2 separate regions of the Mus musculus genome follow, and region 2 is linked to region 1. Evidence: chromatin contacts called from public HiChIP or PLAC-seq data. All regions are on one chromosome and are shown on one strand. Each heading gives the region's core, a stretch centred on a gene start, on an enhancer-like site or on the middle of the called end of the contact. The rest is flanking DNA. Distances are from core to core; before and after follow the strand shown.

What was found. HiChIP or PLAC-seq counts read pairs in DNA pulled down with a chosen protein or histone mark.
Region 2: an H3K27ac HiChIP or PLAC-seq map of oligodendrocyte precursor cells shows a contact between it and region 1, with 13 times the contacts expected there. The contact joins two enhancer-like sites. A contact is called at or near these places in 5 of 115 datasets of contacts at active chromatin or transcription factors (embryonic forebrain, forebrain, neural progenitor cells and 2 more).

Annotation. Positions count from the first base shown.
Region 1 is chr13:101,796,509-101,804,134 of GRCm38.p6, reverse strand. No RefSeq gene overlaps it. Among named protein-coding and RNA genes, the nearest start is that of Pik3r1, 32 kb to the right of the region's middle. Within about 2 kb of position 2,699, at least 186 of the 459 cell types and tissues checked have an H3K27ac peak or open chromatin away from gene starts, as enhancers often do. A contact at or near this core is called in forebrain, neural progenitor cells, neural tube and 1 more, where this site is marked.
Region 2 is chr13:102,533,074-102,540,699 of GRCm38.p6, reverse strand. No RefSeq gene overlaps it. Among named protein-coding and RNA genes, the nearest start is that of Gm29870, 53 kb to the right of the region's middle. Within about 2 kb of position 3,234, at least 49 of the 459 cell types and tissues checked have an H3K27ac peak or open chromatin away from gene starts, as enhancers often do. A contact at or near this core is called in forebrain, neural progenitor cells, neural tube and 1 more, where this site is marked.

The sequences.
Region 1 (7,626 bases), core at 1,450-3,949:
GATGTCCAGAAGACAGGGTGGCCTAGAGTGGCTCCTGTGCTGGGAGTCCTAGATTAGCAACAGAGAGTTGAGCATAGAGGTGGGGCATGCCAGGGGAAGCAGGGTAACAGCATGTGTCTTCTCAGGGTCTCAGGCATCACTGCAAAGTTTCTTATGGAGCAAGGACTCCACATAGCCTTCACAGACACCTAGCTTCATACAGGCTAGCCTCTGGCTTTTCCAATGTGTATGGAAGCACTAGTGTGAACTTGTGGAATAAACACACACACACACACACATGGTTAGTTATATATTATGTTATATATATATTTATATATTATAACACACACATATCTTTCATCTGGTTTTGACAATCCATCTGTCAAAGGGCCATATGCTCTCTCTCTCTGAGCTTTCAAAGGTGACATGTTGTTGACTGTAACTTGAAGACTTGAAGTAGAGATGGAACAACGACTGATGAGCATAAGTGGTATTAAATAAGTTATTCTGAGAAAAATGAATCACCGGGATCAGGAAGACCATTGTGAGAGTGACTGTGTCTCCCTACTAAGAAGGCCACAGTGTGAGGATAGAATGATGCTAGAGAGAAACCTAACCAGCTCTTCAGCCAGGAGGTCATGGTCAACATCAACAGTCATAAATCATGTTCAACTGTCAACAGACCTGTAATGAAAAGCTGACATTGTACCTCTGTGGTCCTCCTCCCCCAAATCTATTACATCTGCTCTAATCGTGAAAGAAAGAGAAAGAGAGAGAGAGAGAAGGGAGGGAGGGAGGGGGAGAGAGAGAGAAGGAAAGGAGAGAGGGAGGGAGGAACAGAGGGAGAGAGAGAGAGAGAGAGAGAGAGAGAGAGAGAGAGAGAGAGAGAGAGAGAGAGAGAGAGAGAGAAAGGAAATTAGACAAATCCCAGTAGGGGCGTCCTCTTACCACTAACGAGTCAGTTACCAGGGCTCCTTAAGACTGTCAAGGTCACTGAAACTGGAAAGCTTTCAGAACTCTTAGAGCCAGTACAGCCGAGAATAGACAAGAAATAAATGTATCATGGGAATCACAGGTAGAGGGAGCTTGTGGTTCAAAACTACATTCCCAGCATTTAGGAGACAGATTCAGGATCGCCAAGAGTTCAAAGCCAACCTGGGCTGTTGCCCAGTGAGTTTGTTAAGTGAGTCCCAGGCTAGCCTAATCTACAGAATGAGACCCTATCTCAAACAAACCAGCCCACCCACCAATAAAGACAAACAAAACCCTAAGGAAATCTTAATAAACTATTGTCTGCCTTTGGTTAGTATATCAATATTAATTTTTAAATTATAACAAACATACATGACTGATGTACCTTAAGGACAATGTTAGGAATAAGGGACCAGGAAGACAGTTTATAAAAGCTCTTTGTACTATTTTATTTTTCTTTAAATATCAAATTGTTGTTGAAAAAAATCTTTTCCAAAACTTTGTAAGATCATATGGCCTATTAGCAGTGGAGCATTTCATCCAAGCTCACAAGCCCAGGCCGAGAAATATTTACTGGAAAAGGAGGTTTTTTCGCACGCATAATTTTCCAGAATTGTACTATCCTCTGTAATGAAAAGAGTGATCAGTGCCTTGTATCTGAATCATAAATTTAGTCTGCGTTCCCATGGTAGGTCACCTGCTAGGGCCACAGCCATCTAAGTAGCATCAATATGGGCTCTGTATGGCATTAACTAAGAGCTTTCCCGTACAAAGTGACTGTTACTTTTATACTCCTACTAAGATTGGGTTTCTTTCTGTAACATTTATAAGCAGTGTAAAAAGTTGGACGATTAACGTCTCTGAAACGTTATTTTCTCTTTTAAAAGAGAAAGAACATAAAGGCCACAATCAAACTTTGAAGGGCTGTACCTACCGAGGGAACGAGTACAAATTCAGTGCCTGGCACCTCAAAGTTCTCGGTAAACGATGTTTGATAATAAACACAGTTATCTTTCCCAATCAGGAGAAGATAATCCCCTTTGGTCCACAGGAAACATGGCTCGCAGCTCTTTCCTCGGCATGTTTCCTAATTTAACTACACGAAGCATCTAGAAGGCACTCTGCCAACAGCAGCCTCTGGTTTGTATCTAAGCAAGTCTTGGTCATTAAGCAAAGTCAGGGCATCACTGGCCAAGCAGAGAAAGGCCACGCCACAGGGTACATCTGTGCTCGCCAATGCTCTCTGTTCTTGAAACAAGAATGCAATAATTAATAAATAAATAATAATACAATAATAACAATAACCCAGGACAGTTAGACAGTGTCAGATCCCAGCCCCAGGCTGGGGGGGGGGGGGGCGGAGGGGACGGGTAGGAGGGCTCCTTTCTCTTCTTGTTCCTCAGCACCTGTCACGGAGACGGGATGCAGGCTCGGCGGCCGCTTCCTCCTGCCCCCGCCGCCCGCCCGGCGGACCCTCGGCTCCCGGCAACGCGCCCGCGGCCCACGCCGACTAGAAAGCGCCCATTGAGCGCCTGCAGCTGCCGGTGCCGCTTGCCCAAAAACTAAATAAAGCCCCGACTGCAGTTCCAGCGAAGAAGACACTACTGTGTTCTTCCCAGCGCAGTCACGGCTATAAAGCATTAAATGCAAACTGCTGATTGTTAACGCTGCATTTGTTTACACCCCGAATCTTGAATCACAATGGGGTGGCTTTCGGGCTGCCAGGGCCGGCCAGGGCCGGCTTTATCCTGAATGCTGCAGCCTGTTCCCTGACTGGCCGCGCAGAAGGAAGTTGAGTAAATAGCATCGCCTTTGGCTTGCTGTGTGTGTGTGTGTTGTGTGTGTGTGTGTGTGTGTGTGTGTGTGTGTGTGTGTGTGTGTGTGTGTGTGTGTGCGTGTGATAGATGTCTGCTATGGAGACCAGTGGGATTTTGTTCCTGGTAGGATTGAAGGGAATGTATTGGAGAAGCCTTACTCTATTTGCGGATGTGTAAAACGTTCGGGGATTTGTAAGGTCTCCCAAAGGAGAATCCCCACACTGTATGAAATAAAGCAGATGCGAATGAATGAAAGGATTCTGGGATTCTCTTAAAGGGCTGCGGGGAAGGGAGAAGGATGGATGGGAAGTGTGGCCCACTGGCTAAGCTCGCTGATGGATAGCTAGCTGCAGCATTTATCCATCCCTAGCACCAAGCGTGACCATATATATGCCTTTAAAATCCAGCAGTCACTCTCTCTGCTAGTGAGTTAGAACGTTTTCACTTGAAAATATTGCAATGAAAAAAAGGCCCTTTGCACTCTGCCTTTCCAAGCAACAATCTGTGACAGAGCTTTTCTTTTTAAAGTTTGCGCCGTTAAGTTAGGATGTGCTTATATTTTTATGCAGTTATTTTAAATCTTTAAACATACACTGAAAAAGGAAAAAAGTTAACTTTCCTAAGTGAAACGTCTTTGTATCATGCTCTTCTGGTTTCTGGTGACCAATCCCTATGCCATTAGTATTCTTAAAACAATAATTCATAATGAGTAGAGTTATGCTTCACACAAGAAAATAAAAAACCTCCTGAATAGAGTTTGCTTATACCAGGTTGGACTTAAAACCTAGAATGAACTACTCATAGCTATCAACGTCAGGAAATGTATCTGCCCTGGAAACACACCACTGTCTTCAGAATAACTGCAGAATCATAGCGGGTTTCCGCACAGCATTTGGAAAGTACAGATACAGCGGTGAAATGACACCTTCTCACCTGCATATGTAATCCGAAGGGAAATGAAACGAACATGGGACACACCATGCAAATGAGAGACAAAGCTGGAAACCAGAGTGCTGGAGAAATGATTCAATTCACACAGGCATATGCTGTCCGCTGGCACCTTGCACCAGCCGACAGAGTCTTTATTCCACAGTGAAGAGCTTTCGAGTCGAAATGCAGAAGGATGCAGTGAAAGTCACAAAGGGGCAGATCTCGGAAGGGACATTGACAAAGCAGGAGGACCACCGGCAGTGCATTTGGAGCACCTGGTCCACCTAGAGCTGGTACTGGCTGTGAAGGAAGAGAAGAGAATCTGCAGTCTTGGAGGTCTCCCTGGGTAGGGGGGCTCACTGTCTGATGGGAAGATGAGATGTGCACAAGTCATGTGAGAACTGCACCGAGGCTGTAAGAATGGAGGGGATTGAACGCCTAATGAATGGGAGACCAGAAAACAAGACACACAATTCACAGGAAGACGATCGGAAGGTCTCGCACCAGAGAGAACGTTGGAGCAAAGGGAGAAGCCTGAGACTTTGCCAACAGGGAGACTTTCCTTCCACAGCTGGCTTAGAAACATAACTGTAGCTTGAAGGGTCCTTTCTTCCTAGCCAAGTTGGGACCCAGCACTAACACTATTAGATGCAGACATGCCTTCTTCTTCTTCTTCTGTCATAGGGAAATTTCCAAAAGATTTTGCCAAGGACACACTTAGACATTTTCAACATGTTCCAATTCAGAGTGGATCCACCATGTAAAAGAAGCATGGCATGAACTTGCTATTTAAATGGCACCTCTCTCTTTCTCATGTGGATTTTACATCCACCTGTACTTCAGGCAGTCATGAAACAAGTGTTTCCCCACTCCCATTAACTGATTTCAAACCCACAAGGATCTTGCACAAGGTTTGAGCTTACCCAGCCCCATAGACACACTCACCCCTAGACATTTCCTCACTCACAGTGTGAATGCTCTGTTCAGAAAGCGGAATGCAGACAAGCGACAAAGGCAAATGCAGCCAGAGTGGATGCAAATTATTAAATTAATTTTTTTGGAAAGCAAATTTAATTTTAATTAAATTTGAAAGCTTACATATTTGCAAAGACAGTTTGGTATTTAACTCTCAGACTCTTCATCCTAAAACCTTTTGCTTCCTTTGCAAACCTACCCAATGACTCCTAAGGTCAGGCAGAAACATAATTCCAGCTCTTCAAATAAAGAAGTCAAAATGAAGGGGCAAGCTTAGTTCTGTCCCCAGGTAGGACCTTAAATTGTCTGCAGTGACTGGAACCTAGATCAGTAGACGACAGCCTGTCCAGTCATGCAGCTGTATGACTTAGTTTGTTTTGTTATTGTTTCAAGACAGGGTTTCACTGTGTAGTCCTGGCTGTCCTGGAATTCACTCTATAGACCAAGCTAGCCTCGAACTCCAAGATCTGCCTGTTTCTGCCCCACCCCCACCCGGCTAAAGCTGTCATTCTAAGAAGGGGCTGGGTCAGGGGTTCACCTCCACTTGAGTTAGAGTCTTTGAATCTTGATCACATTAAAAATACCTGTGTTAAGATTAAAAAAATAAAAGACAGAATGGATTTATGAACATATAATGGAAGAATCACATGCCACAGGATGGAGCACGGGGGTAGGAGGCGAAAGCCTGTTCTTATCTTCAAGTTAGTTTTCCTCTGATCACCAGACCAGAATGTGCCTCAGTGTGGTTAGAGTAAGAGAAGACTCAGCGTGACTTTTTTTTTCTAACAGAAACAAATGTCCAGTCATCTGAGAGCACACCAATAGTGTAAAATAGAAAAGTAACTGTAATTTAAGGGCTTTTTTCTTTTTACATTATTAAGTCAGATGATTTTTTTTTCCTAATACTCATATCTCGCATGTGCATTTCTGGTTTGAAGAACTTTAAACCATGTTTCAAAGTTACATTTTTAAGTTTTAGAGCATGGCATAATTCTATGTTTGGAAATTTTAGGACAGCTGAATGATTTTCTATCTGTATGTATCTATCTAATCTATATTTATCATTTCTGGAGTGGGCTGTACACATAAAAAAATCTCGTGATAATGTGTTACCATTATATCTTTAATTCTTGGTTCTTGTAAGAATAATGTTGGTGAAGACATCACTATAGTCACTGTTAATACATAATTAATTACCCCCAAACCAGCAGCTTAGGCCTGTGCTTTCATTTTTGTTCTCAGCTTTATGGTTGAGAATCTAAAAAGGTCTCCGTAGGCAGGTCTCTCCCAGGACCTCGCCTACAGGTACAGTCAATGGTACCTGGGCTCCTGCCCCAGATGAGGCATGCACTGGCTGCTTGGAGTCCCTACTGATGGTCTCTTTGTTGTTGACTCCAGCATAGTGTTGAAGAGCAGCCAGATGTCCTGTGTGGCGGGTAACCTTACTTGGAATATGCAGGAGAGTAAGGCAGGACTTTCACTCTCAGTTGCCCCTGCCAGGGGCACCTCCCAGTGGGAAGAGGAAGGGGGTCTTTGAAGGCATGTTTTGAAGCTGTGGTGGGTTTCCTTTTGTTGTGTCCTTTAAGAAGAACAATTTGGTGCTTAGTTTCTTAAACTAGACTACAGATCATCTTCAAGACCCCACACGTTTGGGAGTTCGTTTTATGCTTCTAGAACTTAGTACGGGGCTGTTGTGTACCAAGTGCTACAAAACAGAATCAAAGGCCTACAGTCAAAAAAAAATCCCACCCTTCAAAGCAAACAGTCAGGTTTATTGTGCTGATAAAACCACCCTAGAGAGATAACCAGGATACCTTAGGTTGTTTGAGTCTGAGCCAGTCATCTAATTCAGCTCTTCTTCTTTTCCCTCCAATGACACAGTTGCAGGTTAAGCTGTACAGCCAAGTAGCAAAGACAGGACCATTGGTGCCCAAGGTCTAGTCATTGTTTCTGGTCCACCTGAAAGCTCTGTTTTATCAGTTATTGTTTGAGAGTTTGGTTTTATTGAAACTCAGAGAGACTCCAGTGGCTTAGATCATTCTTATACACAAGAATGGGGCAAGACTTTCTGTCAATCTGCTGAGTGCAGCAGGAGCCTTTCCCTCTCTCTCTCTGACCTTTCTGTCTATTCTAGGAAGATAAAGAAAAGTCCCAGAGGCCTCCCCAGGAGGCCCTGGGGCTCTGCATTGATCTCTGCAGTCTTGAAAAAAACTAACTTCCTGGCCGTTTCTTCTTGTTTCTCAGGAGAATCTTGTGGCCTATCTGTCTGGGACCAAGCAGAGTCTGAAAGGCTTCCTGTGACTTCTACACAGGCTGTGAGGAAGTAGAGATGTCACAGAATGTTCCAGGAACGTTAGACTATGTTTCAGGCAGTGCCTATGACTTGGGACCGTGATGTAAGTCATCATCTTGGCCTTTCGGTATGAGACAAGCAGCGAGCCCAGTAGCCACCTTTGTATCACGGAGATGCAGGTTTGCAAAGAAGAATGGAACTGTTAAAGAGCCTTCCTAGTGGCTACCAGGAGGGTAGGAGCAATGCTTTCTGGCTTAAGGTTTGTCTAGCTTTCCTGAGCAGAAGGCTTTTACTTCTGCATGTACTGTGGCTGTAATTAAGTGATTCACATTCACAATGCTCAGTATTTATCTAAAATACTCTAAGTCCTCATTAGGAGGGGGGAAATTCATTAACATTTGGCTTCCTGAACTTACTAATGTGGTACATCCCTCTCTAAGCTCCTTTTAACACTAGGGTTCTCCAGAGAAACGGAATAGTGTGTGTGTGTGTGTGTGTGTGTGTGTGTGTGTGTGTGTGTGTGTGAAGATGCAAAGAGATTTGCTGCAAGGAATTGCTAGTATTGTTATGAAAAGCTGACAAAGCTCAATGAGCAGCATACTAGAACCTTAGGAAAGCAGGGGTCACCAAGCTGGGTCCCAATGACTTGGCTTAACCAGA
Region 2 (7,626 bases), core at 1,985-4,484, 740 kb before region 1:
ATACCGAGGAAGCAAAGCAAAGCAAAGCAAAGCTGCAGGCTGTGTCCTTCCCGGATTAAAACCTTATAAGGCAATGGTGAGCTAGCTAGACAACAGGGCACTAATATCATAGCAGACCATTAGGACAGAATAGAGAGGCCAGGAGTAAATCCAAATGGACATGGTGGATTCAACAAGACCAAGGAGACACAATGGGGAGTGTTATAGGGCACTAGATAGGCTGGGAAAACTGGCTTTGCACACACAAAGAATTGAAACTAGTTCTTATTGCACAATATGCAAAAAATCAACTAAAAATGGAAAAAAGGCTCACGTGTTCATCTTGAAAACATAAAAGAGAACACTGGGGAAAATCTGCACATGAACTCTAGCAATGAATTTTTTTTTAATTGCACCAATACCTCATGCTACAGAAGAGGAGAAAAAAGTTCACCAAACTAAGCATATTCTTTATGACAAACCAACAAAATCAAAAGAGAATATGCTCATTGGGAAAAACAGGTTGTGTAGCCAGTAAAGAGTAAACACCTTCCATGAATAAGTGACTCCCACTTTAGTACCCCAAACACCCCGAATAACCTGATTAAAGCGTGTGCAAAACACCTAGATAGACATTTCTCCAAACACAGACAGATATAAAAATGGCACAGATCAATTGTACATGCATATTGAGTTAGGATGTCTCCTTCTTGTACATATACAAAACAAACACTGGCCATATTTGGAAGAGGGGGCAGGAACCCTGGTGCACTCTTGGTGGCGATGTAAATTGGTACAGTCAGTTTTTGAAAACTGCATGGTACTTTCAAGTGAAATTAAAAATAAAATTTTTATAAAACCCAGGAATTGCTCTCATGGGGCATACCAAAAGGAATTAAATGATCAAACATTGGGGTGCTGCTTTGACTCTTACGTTCATGGTGTTTTGTTTTGTTTTTCAGCAGCCAAGTTATAGAAACAACTTGAGTGTCTATTAACAAACAATTAAAGACGGTTGACATAGAAATGAACTGCCCCAGAGACCTTACCCTTACACTCATTAATTAGTTAATATTTCTACCCTCATCAGAGAAATTTCTGTTTTTCAGTAGCTGGTGATTAGCATTGAGACTCATAAAGGGCCAATGTGCAGAGAGACTGTGAAGTACTCATCTCTAAACAGGACATGGATATTACCCCCTACCACATACACACACGAAAGAGAGAGAGAGAGAGAGAGAGAGAGAGAGAGAGAGAGAGAGAGAGAGAGAGAGAGAGAGATGTTAGTGGTTGTTGAAGAGGGGATGAAGAAATTATAAAAATGGAGATTTAGTAGAGACAGCATCCCCAGACAAGACAGCAGTGATGCATAGATGAGGTCACAGTGGCTGTGAGTCCTGCTCAGGACCAGTGTGAGATCTTAAATCCCTGCATGGAAGAAGGGCTCATAAATCCCCACCCCTGGCTGAGGGACTATTGGCGGCAACTGATGCCTGATGGGGAATCAAGAATCTGTTTATTCAGGGATGTTTTCCTAAGGAGGCCACTCATGCTTCAGGATATGTTCCTAAATCCATGGACATACAGGTAGCACTAAGTGGGTTCAGTGGCTAAGTTGGGAGGGAAAAGTAACAGGAAGGTTAGGGGAGGAATTGGAGAGGAATGGATTGGAGTATGTGATCAAAACACACACGCACTATGGAATTCTCAACAATGAAAAGAATTTAAAAATAAAATATTTTGATGAAAAAGAAATGATGGTATATGTGTAAGTATACATTCATATAGATTATTCATAATGTTATTTGTATATATTATATATAATTTATGTATATACTATTATCCACATATATTATATATATTATTCATCATTAAAAAGCAAAGGATCCTTCCATTTAATTACAATATAATTAACCTGAATGAATGAGTCCTAGGTGCCCTGAGGTTCCACTGCCAGCCAGACACTGAGAGAGGATATAAGCTTTTACTAATTCATAGAATCAGGAAATAAAATGTAAAACATAACAGACATAAGGAACGGAACTGGCTTTGCTGAATGGGGTAGAAGTTATGAAGATTTATATACCAGAGGATTCAGAGTAGAAGGCAGGCGAAATGAATTTTGTTCAGTGATCTCAGGTACCAAACAAAGGCAGTGGGGTATGGGACTTTGACTGGGTTTCTATTAGGTAGGAATATTTTTGCACTTTTGGATGATAAACTGCAGCTAATGCATAATGTAGTTTATCTCTGGTTGTGTTCGAAGATTTCATGGAAGCAGAGGTCTCATAATGCAGCATTGTATGTTACACAGGCTCCTGAACATTGAGTGTCCTGGGCAGGACTCTCCCCCATACTCCATCACTGATCCTCTTCCTTCCTGGCTTCTAGAGCCTGTGATACTGGTCTCACTGTGAGCTCCTTCGGAGTGTGTTATTCTAGCTCCTGTCCAGGTCTAGTGACCCAGGATCTGCATTTTACCAACGGACCTACTTCCATGCAGAGTATTGGAGATATCCCGGGCTCTTGTCTGAGTTCCACTCCTTCTGCCTCCCCCAGCTCTTGGTGCACACATGTCCACTGAGGAGAAGGAGGAGTCCTCTATGCACTCTGCATTCTCCCACAGCTTTTGGTCTGTCAGATGGTGGGGTAGCATCCTTCATCTCGTGAAAGCATGCACTGTTGGGTGGAATTTTTCCCCCTCCCTTTGGAGGCCAGCCCTTGAGGTGAAATCACTGACACCTGCATGTCATGATGGGTGGTGGAGGCAGGGGCGGCCCCTAAATCTTCTCAGTGCCTGGCTGTTCCTCAGAGAATCTCAGATTCATCCCCAGAGACCACCTCCGCATTACAACACGGAAGCCGCAGACCTCTGCTGCGCTTTTCTAGACCATTCTCCTGCTGGCGGCCCAGATTTTAAGAAGGTCCTCATTGATGAATGGAAGTATCTGTATTCACAAGGAACATGCCACAGGCAGCCGGGACTGTTTTCCCCTCGCAGCTTCCTGTCATTTGTGGTGTTCTCTTGGAAAACCGCAGGGCTCGGCAGTAACGAGCGGCTGTTTACAGAGCTCCAGCTGTAATTAAGTCAGATCGGATCTGCTCTTTAGTACGGTGAGGAAATACACCGCCATCCATCATGTCCAAACTGGGTGGGGGTGGGATAAAAGCATTCTTCAGCTTGTGCACTCTCAAGCTGGGAAACATGTGAAGGAAAAGATACTTTTGTGGATTAGAGCAGGGGAAGGCAAACTTCAAGGGACCACCGTATGGAAGGAGGAAGCAGAGACAAAAGCTGGTCTGAGAATCAACAGGGTCTCGCAGTGTTAGGGGCCCGGTAGAAGGGAGAGTTAGGGGCAGATTGACGGCTACCCATGTGAGGTGATACCTACAATGGACACTTTCACAGGTTTCTGGCTTTTCACTCATGCTCATTGAATTGATCGAATTCTGAAGAAGACGTTCATTTATTTTGTTATGGCTCTGTCTTCTCCATGAAAACAGCAAGCTAGGAGAGCTCTTGGTCATTTGTGCTGTTACATCTGAAGCCCTGACTGAAGAACGTGTTAGCTTCTTGTGGCCACCCAAACAAATCAGCATAAACTGTGTGGCTTCAATTAGCAGAGATTTCCCTGTTACTGTTCGGATGATCAGAGCACAGCTACGAGGCTCTCAGCAAGGCTGGCTTCCTTCGGTAGACATGGGCCCAGTCTACCCGATTTTTTTCTCTATGCATTGGCCATTCCTGAGAATAAGAGCTTCAATTCCTTAGCTTATGGCTGTGTCACTCCAAAAATTGTATCCACTAGAGACCCCTTCGTCTGACTTTCCCTTATATAATAATCAGTTATTGGAACCAGCCAACTTAAATATGGTATCATTTTAACTAATCACATCTGCAGAGATCGTAGTTCTAAATAAAGACACATTTTGAGGTCCTGGGGCGGGGCTTGAATTTTAGGGGTACACTGTTGAACCCACTATAGATGTTCAGTACTGTTGGATAAGTGTGTTGCGTGAGACTTCCTTTTTGCCTCCAGGTTTTTGTTTTGTTTTGTTTGTTTGTTTTTGTTTTTGAGACAGGGTTTCTCTGCATAGCCCTGGCTGTCCTGGAACTCACTTTGTAGACCAGGCTGGCCTGGAACTCAGAAATCCGCCTGCCTCTGCCTCTGCCTCCCAAGTGCTGGGATTAAAGGTATGCACTACCATACCTGGCTTGCCTCCAGGTTTAAAGACTGTAGAAAATAAAGACGACCCGCGACCCGCAGAATGAAGGAGCTGGGATTTGTTCTAAAGTAATCCAGGTGGAGCAAAATCTTGTTTGTTGAGCAAAAAAAAAAAAAAAAAAAAACAAAACCAAACCCAAAACCAGAAAAGATTTTATTACCCTCAGTAATATTCCAGTAGGATTATCTTAGGGTATAGACAATGTCTGTGGAATGTGGAAACTTTGGTTGATCTCTAAGCAGAGGCGAATGTTTGCAAGGCTCTTGGACATAGCCACCCATGAGGCACTGAGGGTTCTGACACTAGACCCAATATGGGGCTTCTCTGTAATCTGACTGCACATGGAAACACACAGGATAGCCTGAAAATGTAAGCGTTTTATGAAAGAAGTTGAATTGAGGGGGATTGCAGCCCTCTGGGGGGAGCAACAGTGTCAACCGTCTAGACCCACTCTTCTCCCCACCCTCGGAGCTCCCAGAGACTGGACCACTAACTAAAGAGTACACATGGAGAGACCCATGGCTCTAGCCACATACGTGGCAGAGGATGGCCTTGTTGGACATCAGTGAGAGGAGCTGCCCTTAGTCCTGTGGGGGTTCGATGCCCCAGTATAGGGGAATTCCAGGGCAGGAAGGTGGGAGTGGGTGGGTGGGTGGGTAGGGGAGCACCCTCATAGAGGTGGGGGTGGGAGTGGGGATGGGAGGGCGAGGGGATGGGGGTTTCCAGAGGGGAGACCTGGAAAGGGGATAACATTTGAAGTATAAATAAAGAAAATATCCAATAAAAGAAAAAAAAAGAGAAAATTTGTTAAGAAAAAGAACCCAAATCCTCTTCAAGTTGAAATCCTTCAGGTTGGACTTACACTACAGGTTGAGATTGTTTTAACTTTGAATTGGATGTGAGGTGAGGGCACTGTTAGATCCTCCGGGATCTCTAGTGGATTTTCTTTTTCCAAGCTTTTACTTCTTCCCAATATTTCTGACGCCTCAGAATAAAGGGAAAACGGATGGAGGGAGATAGTTTCTCTTCCTAAGCTGTCTTCAGTTTCTGTTTAGCTCTGGTTTTGATTTCTAATTCCATATATTATTGTGCACAAGATAAAGCCGAATCAGCTCTAGGGCAATGAGGCACTAAGAGACTTTGCCTGACGATGTGGACATAAGCCTTCTTGAAGCCAAAGCTGTATCTCTGAGTGATGTTGCCCAGGATCTCCAACCAATGAGGAATGACAAAGAGGAAGTTGTATTCTAATGGAGATGCTCAGGGACCTTGAGCTCCCTAAACTTCAGTTAGAGTAAAATAAGATCTCCTTTCTTTTATCAACTGTAACCTAGTGGCCTGGAAGTATAACATATTAGCTATTCTTCTCATTTGAGAAGCAGCCTGGTCTGTGGCCCCTTGGATGGCTATTAATGAGTAGCCTGTTGATTTTCTTTTTGCCTATTCCAATAGTTCTTAATGTTCCTAATGTTGTGACCCTTTAATACTATTTCTAATGTTGTGGTGACTCCAACCATAACATTATTTTCATTGCTACTTCATAGCTGTAATTTTGCTACTGGTATGGATTGCAATGTAACTATTTGTGTTTTCTGATGGTCTAAGGTGGTCCCCATGAAAGGGTCGCTGTATCCCCAAAGGGGTCAAGAACTGAAGGTTAAGAACCACTGGTATTTTCCTTTAACCATCCCTTCACATAGCATCATTAGTCCTTGTAAACTTGTATTCATTCTTGAGGATAAGAAATAGGTGGGAAAAAGACAATATTGCTATCCCTAGGTAACTAGCTATGAGCTGACCAGAAGGAACCCCACTGGAGAGGAACAGTTGTTAAGGACAAGAAAGATGGCTGACTACTGTGGCAGGGGACAGCTGGGACAGGCTTGTCTGATGTGCAAGCATCTTCAGAAGAATCCAGAATTCACAAGAAAGGAAAATTCATGAGAATTCCAGACTGGCTTTCCTGCAGCTCTATAGAAGGAGTTATCTGACTAATGCTCCTTGTGAGAATGACTTACAAGGGATTGGAGATGGAGAGTTGGTAGAGTGCTTGCCTACACTGCAAACACCCCTGCATAAACACAAGACTGGTGGTTCGTCCAGGTAATCCCTGCATTTGAGAGATAGAAGTGAGAGGATCAGAAGCTCAACAATTGTCACCAGCTACATGAGGCGCCTGAGGCCAGCCTGGACCACAGGAGACCCTGAATAAACTAAAGAATGTAAAATACAACCGAAGTGATGGAAACTTTGGATCAGATATTTGAATTTATTCTTCCTAATGTGTTGGCTTTTAACTTTCTGTATTCTGTGATTCAAATGGTCTGCTGTCTCCTTCCTTCCCCACCCCACCCCCACTTCCCATTATTCACTAACCATGGCTAATTTACTCCCCCATTGATCTGCGCGTCACTTCTAAAACACCACATCAACAATCATTGCACCAGTAAAGTGCGGTTTAGCTGCAGAGCTCTGACAGCCAGCTTGAGAGCTCTGTGTGTGGGACTCCTGTGGGACTGGGGCTCTGCCAAGCCCTGGAAGGCAGGCGGTGGTGTTTACTCACAGAAGAGCTGGCTGTGGGAAGGTATTGCATGGGAGGGTAATTAGCATATGGGTTTCTTAATTCCTAGTAGTTGTATTTGTTTTTATGTAAACAACAGGCAATGTCCTGTCCAGAGGACTCTGGAAATGAATGCTTCAAAGGATTATCCTCGCAGAAGATACTGGAAGTCAGCACACGTTGTTGGCAATGTGTGGCTTATTATCCTTGTGAGGAAAGTGGAAGGCTAGAAACCACAACAAGTAGCCAATGAAGGCCCCATCCTCTTCATGGGGAGAGATGGGCTCTGATCTAGGCTTCACAGAGGTTTTGCATGTGTGGAGGCCCCTCATGGACCAATGGTTAAATCCCAAGAACCTGCTTTGAGTAACTGGCATCTTAGCTTCTAGCACAGGGCTGGGCTTGACTTTTAAGGACCCTGATAACAGCTGGGGATTCTTCTTCCCTCCTGTTCTTCTGCCACCCACAGCCTTCCCAGAAACCTGATAAAAGAGAGGACAGCTGTATGTTTCTTTTATTCCCTGGCTTTGGTTTTCATACCTCTCCTTTTTGTTTCTGAACACTTTAAAACAAGCAAATATGTAAAATCTGACTCTGACTCTGGCTCTCCTGGCTGGTTGGTGGTTTCGCCATTTACTGTCATGTTCTTATTTCCAGACTTTCTTCTGTTTCTAAATTCTCTTCACTCCCTCTGTATGAATTAGAATTTGGGCTTGGCTGCTTCAAAGTAGGACAGATAAGACTCGTTCAAACTAGAGGAAAAAAATGCATCTCCTTCTACTGTGAAGACATGCGATGAGAGCTAATCAGAGGGACTGGGGATCCAGGCGGAGGTTGAAGAACTCAGGCCCCCTCCTTAT